Linked DNA regions of Vulpes vulpes: region 1 is linked to region 2. Evidence: chromatin contacts called from public Hi-C data. All regions are on one chromosome and are shown on one strand. The core of a region is the stretch at or near the end of the contact, and the rest is flanking DNA. Distances in the headings are between cores, read along the strand shown. Region 1 holds the start of HERC4 (HECT and RLD domain containing E3 ubiquitin protein ligase 4). Region 2 holds the start of SIRT1 (sirtuin 1).

Region 1 (6,554 bases), core at 1,096-3,595, 190 kb before region 2:
CTGTCTTAACTTAAAGGTTGTTTTCTAAGTTCTTGCACCATAGTTTCATAGGTTTATAAGGTTAAAACAAATATCTAGAAATGTCCTTTCCACTTTCTAACAAGCAAGACTCATCTTTAGAAATATTCCAAAGATGCATTCATATGGCAGGGATAGCTGTCCACTAATTCATGCTTTCTCTTCCATAGTTTAAAGGAGCACCTGGCAGGGTGCCTGGGTGGCTCAGTCAGTTAAGCATCTGCCTTCAGCTCAGGTCAAGATCAGGGTCCTGGGACTGAGCACCGCACTGGGCTCCCTGCTCGATGGGTAGCTTGCTTTTCTCTCTCCACTGCTTGTGCTCTTGCATTCTCTCTCTCTCAAATAAATAAATAAATAAATAAATAAGATCTTAAAAAAAAAAAGAAGAAGTACCTGGGAACTCAGACTGTAGTGTTTCCCAGGTCCTTTGTATCTAGGTATGTGGTTCTTGCAAATGTTATTGGTGCAGAAGTGGTATGTGGCATCTCCCCAACAAGGGTTTTTTCTAAAAATTTTTTTTAAGATTTATTTATTTATTTATGATAGACATAGAGAGAAAGAGAGGCAGAGATACAGGAGGAGGGAGAAGCAGGCTCCATGCCGGGAGCCCGACGCGGGACCCGATCCCGGGACTCCAGGATCTTGCCCTGGGCCAAAGGCAGGCGCCAAACCGCTGAGCCACCCAGGGATCCCCCCAACAAGCGTTTTAAGGAGCTCCCTGTGCCTCCATCTCCCAAGGTTCCTAGAAATCAGCTTCATCACTCATTAGGAACACTCAATTGGGCTGTTAAAATATAAAATAAAATATACTTCCATTATATTAAGCCACTCAAGTTTTAGTGTTTATTTGTTGCAATGTCAAGTACACACCTTAAAGATATCAGATCCCACAATTTCCCCCTTTAATGATATATTGAGACATCAAATCCTTTAGGTAAAAAGACAACAAAAGTCCAGGGCAATGAAGTTATCAAAATAAAAACATATGTTTTTGTTAGTATCCCACCACTCCCAATATGGAAATTATGCCTTCTTTACTTAAGTATCTTGACATTTTTATGCTTGTTTCTATAATACATTGTTGTGGGTTGAATTGAATCCCCCAAAGATATGCTTCACTCTAAATTCTAGTACCTGAAAATGTGACCTTATTTGGAAAGAGGGTCTTTGCAGATGTAATTCAGTTAAAAAGAGGTCATAATGGATCAGGGTGGACCTTAACCCAATGAATGGTGTCCTTATAAAAGGGAAATTTGGACATGGACACACCAGGAAGAACATCATACAGAGATGGAGGCAGAGATTAGAGTGATGCATGGACAAATGAAGAAATACCAAAGATTGTCAGCAACCCCCAGAAGTTAAAAATGTATGGAGAGTATTCTCCTGGGAGACCTCAAGAGAGAACCAATCCTGCTGCCACACTGATTGCCAACTTCCAGTCTCCATAACTGTGAGACAGCAAATCTGTTTTAATTCATCCAATTAATGATACTTTGTTATGGCAGCTGTGAGAAGATAATACACATACACATTCTAGCACAGACATTTCCTAATCTGAAATTGATTTTTCAATGAAATAAAGAAACATGGTTTATTGAGGAAAGCTTCCTGAGTTCTCAACATTCACTCTGATGTCACAGGTTCTAGCAAAGTCTAGCAAAATTTCAGGAGTACCTTGTTTCAAGTTTTCCTCATTTTTAACAGATTGTTATGAACACTGCCCGAGGAAAGCCAGATTCCGTTTTTATGAAGCAAGGACTCCAGTCACATGCATGCACTGCTTAATTTTCTCTGAATGAAGGAGGCCCTGCACTGTGTAGTGTATCTTTCAGGCAGAGCGCAGAAAGCGATGGCAGCCATCACACCAGGAGCCTGAACTGGTGGTGCAGATACATTTGCCAGCTGGTTCAGTCATCGCTATGAATATACCTGGCATCCTCAGATTAGCTCCCGTTGAGGCTAAGCGTATAAGAAAAGGTTTCACCCGTCTTTGTATTCGGATTTGTGATGTGTATCTGCCACTCCAAATTCTCTTTGTAAAAAGGAAGCATGAACTAATAGACTGGAGCCTCTAGGGAGAAAGCCAAACCAGCAAACGGAGAGATTTTTCTTCACCAAAATGCCATTCAGCGCGCAGAACCTTTGTTACAAGACACGCAAAACACTCCCAACCGCCGTGGCCAACTCCAACTTCTGTATTTGGCATTTTCCTCCAAGCAACGCAAAGCGGCAACACTGCGCAGGCGCGCGAGTCGAGGTGCCCTGGGAGGATTCCAGCGCAGGCGCGTGGACCGGGAAGTGGGCGGGCTCGTGCGCGTGCTCCGTAGCTCACTTCCGGCCTGCCCCTCCCCCTCCCCGCGTACCTACCTTCCCCCTTTCCCTTCTCCTCCCCAGTCTCTTCCCCAACTCTCCCCACCCCTCGCGCTCTCCGCCCCGCTTGCCGCCTGTCCCTCCCCGCCCGCTCCATCCGGGTCGCTGACGGCTGTCTCTGGACTGGACAGCGGCGGCTGCTGTTTTTCTCTAGGTACCCGGTAAAGTTTCACAGGAGCCGAGGAGGGGAGCCGCGGAGCAGCAGCACGGACGCGGGAGGAGCTCTGGTGTTCGCCGCCGGCGGCTGAAGGAGGAAGGTCCAGGAGCTGGAGACTTGCCTCAGCTGCCGCGCTGCCTCACTCTCTGGGGAGACGCCGCCCCCCGTCGCCCTGGGCTTCCCCTGCCGTGAGGGGCTGGGTGAGTCGTTGCCCCGGTGGGTTCGGGGGCGTGTGACGGCGTTAGGGAGGGGGCAGGCCGGGCCGGGCGGATACAGGCCGGCTTGGCGCTGGGTGCTTTCTCAGCGCTTCTTCAGGGTGGGGGGCGGGGGGCGCGGACGGCGGGGGATCTCGGGCCGGGGGGCTGGAATGTCGCACCTCCTTGGGGAAGGGCCTACCTCGGATTGAGGGCCGCCGAACTGCGGACCCTGTCGGTGGCCTCTGCGGCTGCTGCGAGCGGGCGGCTGCCGTGGTTGGCCGGTCGGCCCGCGGGGCTGGGTGTGTACGGACGATTTCTCTCTCCTGGTTCCCGTGAGCTGATCCGAGTGCCTGTTCCGGGGATGATGGGAATAAAGTGCTTCTCATTCCCCTACCTGTTGCTAGCGAGAGGACGCCTTTTTCATATCTTCTGACTTTTTAAAAGAAAAGGATGATTAACCCTCATGCGCTAAAATATTTGAGGTATTTTTCTATCCTCTGTTCTTAAAAAAAAAAAAAAAAAAAAAAGGTTAGACAATGCAGAACTCTTAGGAACCATCGAGTTCCGATGTCCCAAAAGAATAAAACCAAACTTTTCTGAATGGATAGGTCACGGAATGGACAGCTTTGGTAATAGCTAGCCCGAACGTAGGAAAGTTGGATTTTGAAACTTCTCAGGTTCTGTGTAAGGAATGTGGGTGACTACAGCGGGAATAAGGCTGACTTCCTGTAATTGTTATTTAGTAACGTGATGTGTTTAAAAATCTGTGTGGGTTTGCATGAAATGGACTCTTTGATAGGCATCTTTACAAGGGAAGAAATCTTCAGTGTACTGGAAAGTTCTACAGATTTCGCCACCAGACTATTAATGTCCCATCCCCCCATTCCTGTTCTTGAAAAATCGGCAGTACTGGGGTTATTTGCAGTTTTTTTTTTTTTTTTTCCCGTTTCCAAATACTTGTCTCAGAGGTGTAGATAGATACAGATTGCCCACGGGAAATATTTTTCAGTCACAGTTACCATTCGTAATAGAAAATGTTGAATTGGGGAGAGCATCTTGATATTTAAACCGCGTATTTTCTTTTGTGAGTATGTATTATGTAGGTTTAGTTTTAAAATTAAGTGGTGAGGTCGGAGTATTACTATTTTGATCTGTAAAATGTCTTGGGAGGCGATTGTCTTAAGATTGAGGTTTGAAGAGAGAACCGTGCTGTTCTATAGGGCTTGTTAGTGTGAATAATTGGAAGATTATTTAAATTGTGGGAAGTTTAAAGTTTCCATTATTGGTTTTATTTCTGTTACAAATAACTTCAGTTTGCTGATGCAGAGGTGGGTATTTAAAGGCTTAATTATGTTAGGCTTTGAGGGGGATTGCAGGGTTTTGTTTGTGTAGTTGGCACAGTTTTTCACTGTGTATATATTGATTTGGGGGTAGTGGGTAGATGTTTTATTTCTTAGAATGAAATGATTTCACAAGGTAGCAACTCTAGTAATAGGTTTTAAATTTTGCAAAGAATTGTGGAGAGAATTTTTTTTGTAAATGATTCTATATATTTCTAAAAATACAGTTGTTTGGTTTCTGAAACCGGATGATACTTAATGTAGCATCTGATAAAATAGGTTCCATGTTTACTATGTAGTAATTACTGTAGCATAGCACTTGAGAGAATAATTATATGTGTTTTCCTTGAAGTCATATTAACTTTTTTTGTATCTCTTCAGACATAGGGATACCTCCAACTTTCCAGTGTTTCAGAAGGAAGGTTTTTATTGAAACTGGAAGACCAAAAGAATTACAAACATGTTGTGCTGGGGAAATGCATCTTTTGGACAGCTAGGTTTGGGTGGAATTGATGAAGAAATTGTGCTAGAGCCCAGAAAAAGTGACTTTTTTATAAATAAAAAGGTCCGAGATGTGGGATGTGGACTCAGACATACTGTATTTGTACTGGATGATGGAACAGTGTACACATGTGGATGTAATGATCTAGGACAGCTGGGTCATGAAAAATCCAGAAAGAAACCAGGTAAGTTGAAAATTTTGTTTGCTCTTTCTAATAATTATATCATCTAAGTTTGAAATGTCAAGGAATTTCTTTAGTACTAGACCTATGTTTTTTATTAAGCTTTAAAAGCAGAGCTGGAGTTAAATATATCCTTTACAATTGCATGCTTCTAAGTACTTCAATTACTTCGTGGTTTCTATTTTTTTAAACTGTTGTTATAAACCCTTATTGTATGAAGCTTTGGTTTTAGAATATAATTATTATGTAAAACAATAGAGAAAACTCAGCATGCCATGTGGATACCTTTTCTTTTGGACAGATTATATAGGTATAGAGCATATATGTAGGTCCTGTTTAATAAGTGCTATTCAGCTACCTTGGCAGATTTTAAATGCATGATCTATCATGTTATTTTCAATACATCAGAAAGAAAAGTAAATAAGATGGAAGGTTGCCTAAAATATATCCTCATTTTCCTATTGTTCTCCCTATTGTTGTATTTTAAAAACAAAATTTTATTTGGTTTAGTTAGAAATATCTTTTATTCCCCTAATTTCCTATTTTCAAGTAGAAGCACTAGCTATTAAAAGTTTTGTGACTATAATATGCCCTGATTTTGTAGTTGTCTTATAAGCCAAATGTAGAATAATTTTTAGGGTATAACGAGAATTTTGAGGGATTTGTTCACAAATCATGTTCTCTTTCTAGATATACAGACGTATTTTAAAACAAGATTATTACCACACTTAGAAATACTGTTAAGTGAATTTTGCTCTTAATTAATGATTACTAAAAGTTAATTTTTAAGGTGGGTAAATTCAGATAGGGCCTCCGCTGTACTGATTTATAGTTTCTTCTTTTAACTTTAACAATAATGGCACTTAAGTATTTTCTGTGGAATTATTTTTCTTTACCACTTCATTATTTAAGTGGCTTCTATTGTTAGTCTACTTTTGAGAGGTAAATGTAGGTATAAAATAGTAAAATATTAAATATTAAATTAAAGCATGTTATTCATCTTCCATATCATCTCACTACCATGCCAAACCTCACCTTTCTAACTTGTAAATCCTGTATAGTTTCCATCCTTTCTTTTTGGTAGGATCTTAATCTTTTTCCTTCTGCCTTAATTTGTAATTTAAATCTTTTGGATGAATGGTAGCAGTCCTTAATACAGTAGGTTTAATAATTGCAGAATTCAAGGTAAAGTGGCAGCTGTCTTATATTCTACCTCACTAAGAATGTTTTATGGAATCTTACCAGAATTTCATAATCTTAGGTATTGAGGTTGTGGTATGTAGACAATGGTAATTTATTGATATGTATTTGCTATCACTGCTTCAGAGGTGGATGTATCCTTTACTTTTTTTGCTTAGCTTGGAATGCTGCCTCAAGTTGAGATTTTCATGGTTTTGGGGCTATTGCCTTTTTTATACTTGACATGCTCCACAGAAATAATTGAACATATCTCTGTATTGTTTTAGTAATTTCTGACAGGCCACAGGACAAGTAAAAGGTACAAAGCCAGTACAAAGAAATTGGTAATGTGGTTACTGAAATTTACTAAAGTTTAAATTTTTTAAATGTTACTGAGCATCTGTTTTGTGTCCAGGACAGGGTAGACACTGTGCATTAGTAGGATGTGTCTTTATCAGCTTTTAACTCTATAGGTAAGATTCTGAGAAACTTAACTAGCCAGAAGAGGGTTTTTTGTGGTCATGTTGACATTGTGATGATTGCATTGTGACATTTATATCACCGTATTGGTTTATTTTGGAAACGTTATTTGGTAATATAAAGTTGG
Region 2 (6,499 bases), core at 320-2,819:
GAACTTAATGCACTTCTATGATCAATCTGGAGCACCAGATTGAATTTACTGGTAAAGACGAACATCCACGACAGAAACTCCTCAGACTAAAAAATACGAAAACTCTCAAAGATGCATCTGCACACATCTGCTTTAACATAACAACAACAACAAAATCAGTTTGTGTTTCAGGGTTATCAGATACGCACATACACGCAAAATTATATCTAATCTAAAAAACATTCTAAGTATATATAATTAGGAAAAAAAGTACTACTGGGGCGCCTGGATGGCTCAGTTGGTTGAGAGTCCACCTCTGGCTCAGGTCATGATCCCGGGGTCCTGGGATCAGGTCCCCATCATGCTCCCCGCAGAGAATCTGCTTTTCCCTCTATGTCTCTGCCTCTCTATCTCTCTCATGAATAAACACAATCTTATATTTTAAAAAAAAGAAAAGAAAAAAGCCTACTTAACTAGTCAAAGTACTATCACTCTCCCTATACGCAGCATTAATTGCAACATTTCAGAAATTGAGCGATGCTTCTCAAATTTTGTGGGTTATGACTTTAGAAATAGCTTTGCTCCTCAAAATTTAAAAATAAAGGCCCTCAAAAAAAAAAAAAAGCCGTGAATTGCACAGGTGTATCAGTTTGCAAAGACAACTGCAAAAGGTTGATGAAAAGGGACGGGCAAAAGTTGCAGACTTAACGTGTGCAAGGAAGCGGGGGTACGGAAAAGCGAAAGATGTTAAACAAAGGCAATAAGCTAAGAGTAGGAGGAGAGAGAAACTTACTTTAAAACCAACTGCGGGAGCTTCGCGGCCCGGCGGCTGCGCAAAACGCAAAGCCGCGCAGGCGGGCGGCGGAGGGAGGGAAAAAGGGAGCGGAGGGAGGGGGTGCGCGGGCCGCTCCCGCAGCCCGGCCGGCAGCCGGGGAGGAGCGCAGCCGAGGCCCGCGGTGGGAAGGGGGCGCCGCAGGCCAGACCTGAGCCCCCAGCCGGCCCCCCGGAGCCCCCAAAGCCCTACACCACAAGGGGCCCCGAGAGAGGGAGGAGGGGATGCGCAGTCCCAGCCGCCCGCGCCCTGCGCACCTCGGTACCCAATCGCCGCCGCCGCCGCCTCTTCCTCCTCTTCGCCCTCGTCGTCGTCGTCGTCGTCGTAGAAGTCGTCGGCCGGCGGCGGCTCGCGGGAGAGGCCCTGTAGGCCCGGCCCATTGTCTCCTTCTCCGGCCGCCGCCGCCGCCGCCGCCGCCGCCTGGGCCTCCCGCTCGCCGCCCGCCGCCGCCTCCCGCCACAGCGCCGCGGCCGCCGCGGGGCAGCCCCCGGTCGCCGCCGGCACCTCCCGCTCAGGGGCCGCCCCGCCGGGCTCGCCCGGGCTCCGCCCCAGGCCCGGACAGTCTCTCCGCGGCCTCTTGCGGAGTGGCTCCCCGGCGGGCGGCGACGCGGCCTCCCTCTCGGCCGCCACCGCCGAGGGGGAGCCGCTGGGCTGAAGGGCGAGCGCCGCCTCGTCCGCCATCTTCCAACTGCCTCTCTGGCCCTCCTCCCTCGCCTCCTCTGCTCCCGCTCGACTCGCGGCACTGGCGCCCCCGCGGCTCCGGCTGCGGGAGATTTAAACCCCGTCACGTGACCCGGCCTCGTCGCCCCCGCCCTCCCGCCGCTCCCGCCACCCACGCGGGCCGGACCACAACACGGCGGGTCACGTGGCGGGCGGAGGCGGCGTGGGCTGGGAGGAAGCGCGGCCCCACCCCTCTGCGGCAGGCGCGTCCAGCCGCCGCGCTCGCCCGGCTCCCGGCTGCTTTTCGAAACCGGCCTCGCGTCGCTGTCGCCCGGCCGGCCCAAGTTTTTGGTTCACCCTGCGAGTTTCCACTGAAGTCTGAGGCGCACGGCTTGCTTGCTTTAGTCTTTTCTAGGTTTAAGGTAAAGGGTTAAAACTTAGTTCCTGAGACACGGTGAGGAATGAAGCTGGCCAAGGCCGAGCTTCGCACGCTGGATAGTCGCGTCCACCAGCGTGAGTAGAGGATAAAAGAGTTCACTCCTCATCCTCACACCAGTGGACAGCGCCTCTTGGCTCCTTTTCCTACTTCTTGCTCCTGTCTCTAGCTGACTGCCCCCCCCCCCCATCACTTGATCACTTGTAGGGTGGTGTAAATTGTCATCCTTAAAGGCATGTGTTCCCCCTGAAAACCCCTGACCTGGGGCGCTGGGGATCAGCCTGTTTGTTTTCTGGCACCACCTGGGCTGCAAAGGTGTCTTGAATTCCTTCTGAACGCATCGGGTCAAGTGGGCCATTCGCAAAGAGCAGGATGAACATGACTTGGCGGGTCTACGCTTGGGACTTTGGGTTGGAATTTGAGATTCTCACCTACTAGCATGAGCAATTTAGCCTTTCTATAGGCAATGTTCTCATCTTTAAAATGGTAACATTTGTAGGGTTGTAAGACCTATACTGATAAGCTATAAGATAGATGTAAAGTGAGGACTACCTAGTAGCTCAAAAATACCAGTCCCTGAATGAATGAATGAATGAATGAATGAATGAATGAATGAAGTTCCTTGCATACTAGAAGCCCTTCTACTTTCCACTTTCCTGAAATTCCAGAGCACTGTCACTCTACATCTAGCCTTAACTAAAGACTCCAATAATACATGGCAGATCTAGAGCCAATATTTGGTAGGGCATCTACCACCTGTGCAGTGTGGCGTTAGAACTATCTAAAGGAAAAAAAAAAGGGGGGGGGATCCCTGGGTGGCTAAGTGGTTTAGCGCCTGCCTTCTGCCCAGGGTATGTGATCCTGGGGCCCGGGAATCGAGTCCTGCATCGGGCTCCCTGCATGGAGCCTGCTTCTCCCTCTGCCTGTCTCTGCGCCCCCACCCCCACCCCCCCCACCCCTCTCTCTCTATCATGAATGAATAAATAAAACCTTTTTTAAAAATTAAAAAAAAAACTGCCTAAAGGACCTCTCCAAGTTTATAGTAAACCAGGGGGCCTGCCTATACTGAGCCAATTGTGAAAATTTAGGCAAGCAACTTATTTCCTTTCTTAAAAAAAAAAAAAATATATATATATATATATATATATTACTTATTTAGAGAGGGCGTGTGCTTAAGGGAGCAGAGCAGGGCCAGCAACAGAGGGAGAGTGAAAAGCAGGTTCCCTGCTGAGCAGGGAGCCCAACAGGAAGCTAGATCCCAGGACCCTGGAATCATGACCTGAGCCACCGAGGGCACCCTGTTTCTTCATTCTTTAAAAAAAAAAAGAAAAGAAAAAAAGAATGTTGGAAATGTATCTCTAAGGTCCCATCCAAATCCAAAAGTTGGGGATGCCTGGGTAGTTTGGTTAAGCCTCTGACTCTTGGTTTCTGCTCAGGTCTTGATTTCAGGGTAGTGAGATGCAGCCAGCCCTACCTGGGGCTCCCCACTCCGTTGGAGGCGGCTTGAGATTCTCTTCCTCTGCCCCTTCCTAGCTCACTGGTGCTGGTGCTCACATATGTGCTTGCTTGTGCTCTCTCTCCCTCCCTAAAATAAATAAATCTTTAAATAAATGAATTTTTAAAAAATCTTTAAATCCAAAAGATTTAAAGATTGCACTTCAAGGGATCCCTGGGTGGCGCAGCGGTTTGGCGCCTGCCTTTGGCCCAGGGCGTGATCCTGGAGACCCGGGATCGAATCCCACGTCGGGCTCCCGGTGCATGGAGCCTGCTTCTCCCTCTGCCTGTGTCTCTGCCTCTCTCTCTCTCTGTGACTATCATAAATAAATAAAAATTAAAAAAAAAAAAAAAAGATTGCACTTCAAATTAAACTGAGAAACTGGGATCCTGGGTAGCGCAGCGGTTTGGCGCCTGCCTTTGGCCCAGGGCGCGATCCTGGAGACCCGGAATCGAATCCCACCTCGGGCTCCTGGTGCATGGAGCCTGCTTCTCCCTCTGCCTGTGTCTCTGCCTCTCTCTCTCTCTCTCTCTGTGTGTGACTATCATGAATAAATAAATAAAATCTTAAAAAAAAATGCCTATTAAATAAATAAATAAATAAATAAATAAATAAATAAATAAATAAAAATAAACTGAGAAACTTTCCATACTAGTCACTTTTCATTTCCAACAGTGATCCCTTTTGTTCTTGAAGCCCTGGAATCATATTTGAAGTGTTCCTTCAGATTGATGCCTTCTAACCAATTGGTGACTGAATCTTGTTGCCCTTCCTTCCCTCCAACATTCTCCCCAATTCCTAACTACATAGGCACCTCACCATTCCTGGCTAATACTCTTCAGTACATGTTCTCTCCTCTACTTTCTCTTCCTTACCTATAAAATATTTCATAAATTGATTCTCAACCACATTGGTGGGAATGTAATATATGAAATGTTTAGAGTCAGTATCCCATCAAAATTGGGAGAAAATTCGGGGTACTTGGCTGGCTCAGTTAACAGAGCAAGTAACTCTTAATCTTGGGATTTTTTTTTTTTTTTTAGATTTTATTTATTTATCCATGAGAGATACACAGAAAGAGAGGCAGAGACATAGGCAGAGGGAGACACAGACTCCCTGCAGGGAGCCTGATGTGGGACTCAATCATGGGACCCCGGGATCACACCCTGAGCTAAGGCAGATGCTCAACTGCTGAGCCACCCAGTCATTCCTAATCTTGAGGTTCTGAGTTTAAGCCCCAGCTTGGGTGTAGAGATTACTTAACAACAAGAACAACAAAAACCTACTAAATAAAACAGTTTATGTTTAAAAAAATTGAGAGAGTGCCCCCCGGGTGGCTCAGGTCATGATCCCAGGGTCCTGAGATCTAGCCGCATATCAGGCTCCCTGCTCAGTGGAGCTCTGCTCCCTGCTCTTGCTCTTTCTAGCTATCTCTGTCTCTCTCTCTCTCAAATAAATAAATAAAATATCTAAAAAAATAAAATAGACATTTGACTATCCAAAAATTTAAAATATATTCAAATTTATTAGAAGTCAGAGAGATGCAAGTAAAATAAGGTACGATTTTTCACTTCTTAATAGGTAAATCAAACAAATTTTATTGTTACCATCTATTGCTTACCAAGCTATGGAGAAACTGATACTTTCATAGGTGTGCATTGCTATCAGAGTATTGGAAAGTAATCTGGAATATTTATTAAAATTATAAATACACACATACGTTTCAATCCAAAATCCCATTTATTAACAAAAATGTAAGACTATGACTGCAAGAATGTTTATTATGGTATTGATGTTGCAGAGAAAAAAGTAAAGTAACAATCCAGATGTCTTCAATAGGAAAACTTGATCAAATTATGGTGTACACCTACTATGGCCTATTATGCAATCATTGAGAAGATCTATAACTGATCTTGAGAAATGTTTATATGACAAAGCATGTTGTACAAAAATGTGTATATTATGATCTTTTTATTATTTTTTTATTTTTTAAAGATTTTATTTATTCATTCATGAGAGACACACAGAGAGAAAGGCAGAGACACAAGGCAGAGGGAGAAACAGGCTCCATGGGGGGAGCCTGACCCCGGGTCTCCAGGACCACACCCTGGGCCAAAGGCAGCGCTAAACCCCTGAGCCACCCGGGCTGCTCCTGATCTTTTTTTTATTCAATAATTACCCCTTATTTTTAAAACCTCTATATACCTATATACAAACCTATTTATAAGCTCTATTTATAAATATGGGTATAGAGGCTTGGGAAAAGTATAGAAAGTTACTTGTCAAAATGTTAACATTTTAATATCCTTGACAGAGAGGGTAGGCATAAAAGAATCGAGGACATGTCAATAAATATTCCTTGCTAAAATTTCACACATTAAAATGAGCGTTTATATATATAAGTAAATGATTTTTAATGAAATATTTAATTTAATAAATATAATATATAGATATAATAAATGTATAGTATATAATAATTTGTGTAATATATGATAATAAGTATGATATATACTGATTTACTAGTCAATATAATAATAATTTAAAATAAATAATAATTAAAAGAAAAATGGAAAAAAAAATGGAACCATTTTTTGAAACTACAACCAAGGACTCCTGGGTGGCTCAGCAGTTGAGCATCTGCCTTCTCTCATGCCCTGATCCTGGGGTGGAAAGATCGAGTCCCCCACTGGGCTTCCTGTAGGGAGCCTGCTTCTCCCTCTTCCTGTGTCTCTGCCTCTCACTCTGTGTCTCTCATGAATAAATAAATAAAATCTTAAAACAAAACAAAACAAACCTACAACCTGAGTGCTACACTCTGGGTTCTGGAGATTTCATCAAGCCCCTCCTACCCTCTGAGACTTAAGTGGTGGCTGACTTTCCTGTCTTCTATTGCTTGTTTTTAAATTTGCTAGGTATAACCACAAGTTTCGCAGATGTTATTTGATGGTTTCGTGTATATTAGTCTTCTTTAAAAGATTTTTTTTATTTATTCATTTGAGAGACAGACAGACAAAAAGAGCACAGGCAGGGAGAGAAGGAGAGGCTGATTCCCCACCAAGCTGTGATCCTGACTGTGGGACTGGACCCTAGGACCTGG

What was found. A called contact is a pair of places that touch in the nucleus more often than the background predicts.
Region 1: a contact with region 2 is called in a Hi-C map of skeletal muscle, with 5 times the contacts expected there. The contact joins the promoter of HERC4 here to the promoter of SIRT1 in region 2. A contact is called at or near these places in 2 of 3 Hi-C or Micro-C datasets (both in skeletal muscle).

The regions. Positions count from the first base shown.
Region 1 is chr4:78,964,307-78,970,860 of VulVul3, reverse strand. HERC4 (HECT and RLD domain containing E3 ubiquitin protein ligase 4) reads left to right here and starts at 2,345. Exons shown (of 25, transcript XR_012001097.1): 1 at 2,345-2,748; 2 at 4,467-4,771.
Region 2 is chr4:78,771,157-78,777,655 of VulVul3, reverse strand. SIRT1 (sirtuin 1) reads right to left here and starts at 1,569. Exons shown (of 10, transcript XM_072756149.1): 1 at 1,069-1,569. The coding sequence starts at 1,492.